2 separate regions of the Ovis aries genome follow, and region 1 is linked to region 2. The links are chromatin contacts, called in public Hi-C maps. All regions are on one chromosome and are shown on one strand. Each heading gives the region's core, a stretch centred on a gene start, on an enhancer-like site or on the middle of the called end of the contact. The rest is flanking DNA. Distances are from core to core; before and after follow the strand shown. Region 1 holds the start of STIM1 (stromal interaction molecule 1). Region 2 overlaps STIM1 (stromal interaction molecule 1).

Evidence for each region. Hi-C and Micro-C count contacts between places; a contact is called where the count stands out from the background.
Region 1: a contact with region 2 is called in a Hi-C map of liver, with 2.7 times the contacts expected there. The contact joins the promoter of STIM1 here to the enhancer-like site in region 2. A contact is called at or near these places in 5 of 16 Hi-C or Micro-C datasets (blood, liver, muscle and 1 more).

What each region holds. Positions count from the first base shown.
Region 1 is chr15:49,983,169-49,986,787 of ARS-UI_Ramb_v3.0, reverse strand. STIM1 (stromal interaction molecule 1) reads left to right here and starts at 2,189. Exons shown (of 13, transcript XM_060399990.1): 1 at 2,189-2,922. The coding sequence starts at 2,790.
Region 2 is chr15:49,940,040-49,943,502 of ARS-UI_Ramb_v3.0, reverse strand. All of the region lies in intron 1 of STIM1 (stromal interaction molecule 1), which reads left to right. Among named protein-coding and RNA genes, the nearest start is that of STIM1, 43 kb to the left of the region's middle. Within about 2 kb of position 1,557, at least 20 of the 54 cell types and tissues checked have an H3K27ac peak or open chromatin away from gene starts, as enhancers often do. A contact at or near this core is called in liver and muscle, where this site is marked.

The sequences.
Region 1 (3,619 bases), core at 940-3,439, 43 kb before region 2:
ATAATATTGGCTATTTTCCCACTTTGCTGCTTGAGTTTAAGGCTCTATCAGGGGCTTATCTTAGGGCCAGTTTTCCAACATACAGTTGTTACTCAGTACATATTTGTACAATCAAATGAATTAACTTATGTCAACCAGGTTTTGTGAGTACTTACTCCGTACAGGGCCTGTGATGGATGGCCATTTCCCAGAGATGAATAAAGCGCAGGCCCTAACCTCTGAAAAGTCATAATCCTGTGGGGTGGTGGAAGACAGATATGTGTATGGTCCAATTCTGAACTTGGTGGCTGAGTAGGAGTTTCTGAGGAGAAGATCTTAAACTGTATTTTTCAAAAAATGTATGTGTGTGTGTTTGTGAAGTTGCTCAGTCGTGTCGGACTCTTTGCGACCCCGTGGACTGAAGCCCACCAGGCTCCTCCGTGCATGGGATTCTCCAGGCAAGAATACTGGAGTGGGTTGCCGTTTCCTTCTCCATGTATATTTATTCATTTATTTGCCTGTGCTGGGTCTTGGATGCAGCAGGTGGGATCTTCCATTTTTGTCGCAGCACGCAGGATCTTTAAATTGCCGAATGTGAATCTAGTTCCCTCACCAGGGATCAAACCCAGGCCCCCTGCCTTGGGAGTGCAGAGTCTCAGCCGCTGGACCACCAGGGAAGTCCATTGAATTGTATCTGGAAGAATGAGAAGTCAGTCATGTGAGGAAGGGGGCCATGTTGATGGGAGGCCCTGGAGGGGAAGAGAGTGTTTTAGGTAGAAGCCACAGTAGCTAGGAGGCATGGGAGGTGGCTGAGATTCCATGTGCTTGAGGAACTTAAGACCAGTGTTACCGAAGTTCAATAAGAGAGTGGGAGGGTGGTAGTAGATGACGTCGGAGGTGTATTTTTATATTAACAGCCTAACTCTTAAGCCCGGCAGCTGTTGGGCAAATCCGTGTTCCCGATCTTCAGAGGGCTTGCTCAGAACAGGTAGCTGGCTTAGCACTGTCAGGGGAGGGCCGGTGCCAAGGACAGGGCAGGGCACAGAGCAGGTTTCAGTAAAGATCTGCTGACAGCACACTTGAGAAGAGAACAGGAAGTGCAGGCTCTGTTGAGGGAGGCCCAGACGCTTCTCCCTCTTTATAGGGGCACTCGTTCTCAAGTCGCTAACACCCTCAAGCCACACACAGAGCTGGGAGAGTGAGATGCAGGGAGGAACCTACACAGGCCCTACCCGCAGAAACCTCAGAGGGGAGGGGGTTGGGGGACGGGTAGGAAAATGGGCTGAGAGAGTTAAGGGAGGGCATCCTACTTAGCTTGGATTGGGGGGGGTAAATTAGGGGGGAAGGTCAGGAAGGCAGATATGGGGCCCTTTGGCCATTTAGGAATGTGTGGGGCCATTTTACCTATACTGGTTTGGACGCTTCGCTTTGTTTTCTGGCATCATTCCTTCTGAAAACACTAGCAGGCCCCAATGGGCCTCCCCCGGGGCGGGTCCTCGCTCTAATTCCCCAGCTCTCTGCAAAGGGGCAGGGCCTCCCAAGGAGCTCCGATCCCGGCCGCAGAACCTAGCTTTGCCCGCCAGGGGCCGCTGCACAGGGGTGACTAAGCGCGCGGGTTCCTAAGCTGCAGAGAGGCGGGAGCCGATTGGCTGCGGGGAGCGGCGAGAGGGGCGGAGCCTAGGATGCCGGCCGGGAGTAGGGGGCTGGGAACGCGCCCCCCGCTGAACCGGGCCGGGTCGTTGTCTCCTCGGGCAGTACCGGGCGGCAGTCGTAGTGTCCAGGCCCTCTGCCTTGCCCGGCTCTAGAGCTGAGGCGAGTGGGTCGGCACCGAGGCCCGGAGATCCGGGCCACTGTCATCATCGCCGCCGCCGCCGCAGGCCTGGGTTACCTGAGCGACTTGCGTGTCAGCGCCCGCCAGCCCGTCCGTTTGCGGGCGGTTAGCACGGGAGAGACTAGTGGGCGAAAGGGAAGCTTGGGACCCGACCCTTGGCTGGGGAGAGGGATCCTAGCGGAGACTAGCGCGGACCGGGAGAGCCCTCCGGGGTCTGCGGGCGCCGGGTGGCTGCCTACAACAGGTTATTCCGGGATAAACCCAGCGCTGGGGCGGGCCCGGGCTTCGCTGGGGGCCGGGCGGCGCTGGGCGGGCCTGCGGGAGAGCACGCCCCCGCCCGCCCCGGGCCCGCCCCGCGCCTCCCGCCCGCACGCCCGCGAGCCTCTATCCCGGGCCTGGCCCGTGCGCGTCCGCCTGCTGAACCTGGGCACCGCCGGCCGGGGCACGGGACTGGGCGGGATCGCTGACCTCGGCCTTGGAGGCCTGGGATCCCCGAGCCGCCCGCGCCCGCGGGGGCCTCGGAGTCGCACGCCCTCCCCGAACCTGCGCTGCTCGAGGATCCCCGGCGGGGCGAAGCCAGGTGCCCCCTTCTCCTCCTTTCTCTCCCTCCCCCACTCCGGTGCCCGCGAGAGGTCCCGCCCGCTCACCCCCTCCCCAAGGGGTGTAGCCGGCTGCGGAGCGGACAGCGGCTCCGCGGCCACCTTGTCCAAACTCTCCGGAAGCGGCTTGAGCTGACAGGGCACTCAGGCCGTCGCAGCTCCAGCGGACACACAGTTGGGCCGGAGACGCCGGCCTTCCTCCCGCTCCCAAACTTGGAGCACTTGACCTTTGGCTGTCGGAGGAGGCAGACTCGCGCGTGGCTGGACAGCTGCGGCACCTCGAGGGCATCTTGCCTGGGGTTCCAAGACCGGGCTCCGAACTTTGCCTCTGAGACCCTGAGGTGTCTCCATCAGGCGCATGTTGACTGAGACCTGGAGTCATGGATGTGTGCGCTCGTCTTGCCCTGTGGCTCGTTTGGGGGCTCCTCCTGCATCACGGCCAGAGCTTCAGCCAAAGCCACAGCGAGAAGGCGACCGGCTCGGGGGCCAATTCTGAGGAGTCCACTGCAGCAGGTAAGGCCTTACCACGGGCAAGAACTGAGTTGCCCAAGTGGGGAAGTTTGAACAGTCGGTTTCTACACTTGTGATTGATGGAGGACCCACTCATGGCACTGCCAGTTCTTAGGAGTCCAGGGAGTTCTTTCCGTTCAGGAGCTACTGCTGATGTCTTTGTGTCTTGAACAACTTTCTTCATCCCTCCTCAGGATGTCTTTTGTTGGCAGAGAAAGGCGGTTTGCTTCTGGCACACCTTGGCCTTTCAGATCAGCAAGTCAAGACCCTGTCTCAGGATTACTTGCCTGGAATAATGGCCTGGGCAGATGATAAGTCTATTGCTTTTGGCCAGTTTCAGCACTTGGCAGCAGAGGGGAGGTTGAGGCTACTTGGACTGGGCAGGGAAAGTCAGGACTGAGCCAGCTTTATTACTCTGTAAGTTAGTGTTGAGGTGTGCCTTGCTATTCCAGTGAGCGTGGGAACCCTATTTCCTCCCTGCCCTTAGGTAATCTGCTGTCTCCTAGCTGTGCCCATCTGAAATATCAAAGCAGTTCCTTAGATGGAGTGCTATTTACCACTAGGGAGTTAAATGGACTTTTCTTGACATAGGCATGATATAATTCCTGGGACCACTTGTTGACTTACTCTGTTTCTTCTGACTGATGATGGTAGGAGTTCTACGATATTTTTGATCTCTCCTGCTTTTTCCTGTGTACTC
Region 2 (3,463 bases), core at 308-2,807:
ACAAAGGTCTATCTAGTCAAAGCTATGGTTTTTCCAGTGGTCATGTATGGATGTGAGAGTTGGACTGTGAAGAAATCTGAGCGCTGAAGAATTGATGCTTTTGAACTGTGGTGTTGGAGAAGACTCTTGAGAGTCCCTTGAACTGCAAGGAGATCCAACCAGTCCATTCTAAAGGAGATCAGTCCTGGGTGTTCATTGGAAGGACTGATGCTGAAGCTGAAACTCCAGTACTTTGGCCACCTCATGCGAAGAGTTGACTCATTGGAAAAGACCCTGATGCTGGGGAGAGATTGGGGGCAGGAGGAGAAGGGGACGACAGAGGATGAGATGGCTGGATGGCATCACTGACTCGATGGACATGAGTTTGGGTAAACTTCAGGAATTGGTGATGGACAGGAAGGCCTGTGCTGCAATTCATGGGGTCACAAATAGTCAGACATGACTGAGCGACTAAACTGAACTGATGTTTACTGCCTAGAGCCATTACTTCATTAGATACCTAATTAGAGGTAGATATTGAAACCTCTAATTGAGTTTAATTTGAACTGCATTTGAAAAATGCATTGTTTGAAACAATGTTTAAACTTTGTTTAAAAATAGTTTGAAGACTATCTGTAGTTGTTCTCTAAAAGCACCAGTTAGGACAGGAACCAGGAACTATGAAATGAGGACAGTGACTGTAACTAATTTGTTAAGACTTTTTAAACTTCTTCACTTCCTCATGTGTATTGTTTTTGACCTATAGTCTTTCCCAACCCAACAGTTAAACCCTTAACAACAAAAAGGGTCTGTACATTTTAACTATTGAAGATTGAGATAAATGGAGTGACAGTTTAAACTGAGACCCTGGCTTGGGGTATAGGAAGCCTTAAGGGGCAGAGTGAGAGTTCTGCCTTAATGAGCAAAAAGTGAAAGTGTTAGTTGCTCATTTGTGTCCAACTCTTTGCAACCTCATGGACTGTAGCCCCCCAGGCTCCTCTGTCTATGGGATTCTCCAGGCAAGAATACTGGAGTGGGTTGCTATTTCCTTCTCCAGGGGATCTTGCCGACCCAGGGGTTGAACCTGGGTCTCCTGCATTGCAGGCAGATTCTTTACCATCTGAGTCACCAGGCAAAGGAAGCAATTAAGTTTCTGGGGCCTGTGAAGCCTGAGGAGCTTGCAAAACAGCCTTGGATGCATCTAAGATGAAATACTCCTAGCTGAGAATGGGAAGGCTGAACCCTTCATCCTTAGCTCTGTGCTCCACAGCATGAGAGGACTCCCTCATGTGTCCAGAGGGCCTGGCTGGCCAGGCCTCAGTTGTGTCACATCTGACATATTTCAGAGCCAGGGTCCTGGTAGCTGTGTTTAGGGCTGACTCTTAGGAATTCTAAACTGATAACCTCAGGACAGCCTAAGGGCTCCCTATTTTGGCTCTGTTCTAAGGAAGGCCAAGGGCAAAGAACCTCTTAGCAAAAACTATGGCTGATCCTTAGCTGGCAATACCTTGTCGCTCTGGCTAGGAGAAGAGCTTCTGTTAAGCACTTGGTGTTCTCTAGCCTTTGCAGAGGTCACCGGCAGACAAGGCAGGGGAGTAAGGCCTTAATTAGCTAGGGACTGCTGGAGCAAAGCCATTTGGCAGTGTCTTACCTCAGCTCCTCAGTGGGACTGGCTCCTTCCCCTAGTGACAGTGCAAATGTACTCTCCTTTTTTAGTTTTTGATCTCTGAGAGATCACTCTTCTTCTGTGAGCTTCAAGACATTTGGGTGCAGCGTGGTTCAAGGTTGATTAAAAGTTGGATAGATGGTATGACAAAAATTCCTTCCATCTGTGCAGGGCTTTTAAACCACTGAAGCACATTTTATTTCATTTGTTCCAGACCAATAGTTCTGTGCTTTGCAGATGAGAAAATTGAAGCCCAGAAAGGAGAAGTAACAAAGATTATAGCTAATTAGATTCTGGATTCCCAGACTAGTGTTCTTTCTACTGATATATGTAGGACAAGGAGAAAGGAGGAGGATGGTAAATGAAATTGAGTGACTTTTATTGATATGTGTGAGGTACTATATAAGGTACTTGGCTTAGTTTTCTCAGAAAGTTTTATGGTGAAAAATGTTACCACTCTGAATCCCAGAGTGGTTAAGTCACAGTTAAGATCATACAGCTAAGAAGGAGTGTGCCTGGATTCAGATCTGTTTGACCTTGAAGTATGTGTCTATCATTAAACTATATTCCTTGACAGTTGTTTATTCTAAAGGCATTACTGAGCTGCAAATGCAGTGCTGGGTATGAGGGATATAAGGAAGCTTCTGTTTTGCTAATCTCTGCCTTCATGGAACTCAGTTTGGTGATGCTCACTGCTCTGATAGAGGGGATGAGACAAAGGGGTAGATAGAAGGGTGGGGGCAGTGGGCACCGGAGGCCCCCTCATTTTTGGTGGGAGAGAAAGTTGTCAGGGAAGGCTTCCTGGAGAAGTTGGTACCTTAGTCTCGTGATGAAGGACATGGACCCTGGTGTTGGTCTGCGTGGGTCCCATCACTTGCTAGTAATACTTTGGGTAAGTTACTTAACCTCTCTCAGCTTACTTCCTCATCTCTAACTTGGAGATAATGTTATCCACCTCATAGGGCTGTTGTGGTGATTAAGGTGCGATAATCCATGTCAAACATTTAACAGATTGCCTGCCTGCAATGCAGAAGACCTAGGTTTGATCCCTGGGTTGGGAAGATCCCCTGGAGAAGGGAACAGCTACCCCCTCCAGTATTCTGGCCTGGAGAATACAGTCACAAAGAGTTGGACACGACTGAGCGACTTTCACTTTCACCTTCTGACACACAATAAACTGTCATTAATTGTCAGCCATTATAATTGTCATTGTCTAACGTGTGTTTTTCCCATCATCAACTTGTGGGGACAAATAAAACCAGGCTATCTTAGGACCTCTTATTGTCAATGAAGTGGGGCTTTATTTAGGTGATTTCAAAGATTTCTTTCAGGTCTAAAATTCTGTCAAAGTAAAAACTGCCTGGTTTGTTTCCTGAAGGGCAACAGGCAAGGAACTTTGTATCTGGCAACAACCTGACCTAGTTTGTACTCCCTAAAGCCATCTCTGGTTGGCCCCTGTAAGTGCTATGTGCCTGAAAAAGACCCTCTTATCTCTGCTGTCTTTTCATTGGATAGTCTGGAAGCTGGCCTCCTGTAGAAACTGGTCTTTCCCCCTAGAGCTGATGTCCTTCATCTCTAGACCAGCCAAGGTACCAACTTCTCTGGGAAGCCTTACCTAACAGCTTCCCCTGCCACAATGATTAGGGTCCCCCTGAGCTCCCATTACCCCCATCCTTCTCTCTATCCCTGTTTTCCTATTCCCTCCATCATAGTAGTGAGCATCACCAAGTTATGAGTTCCATGAAAGCAGAGATTGCTAAAGCTTATGCTTCCTTGTATCCCTTGTACCTAACATTTCACCTGAAGCTCAATAAAGAT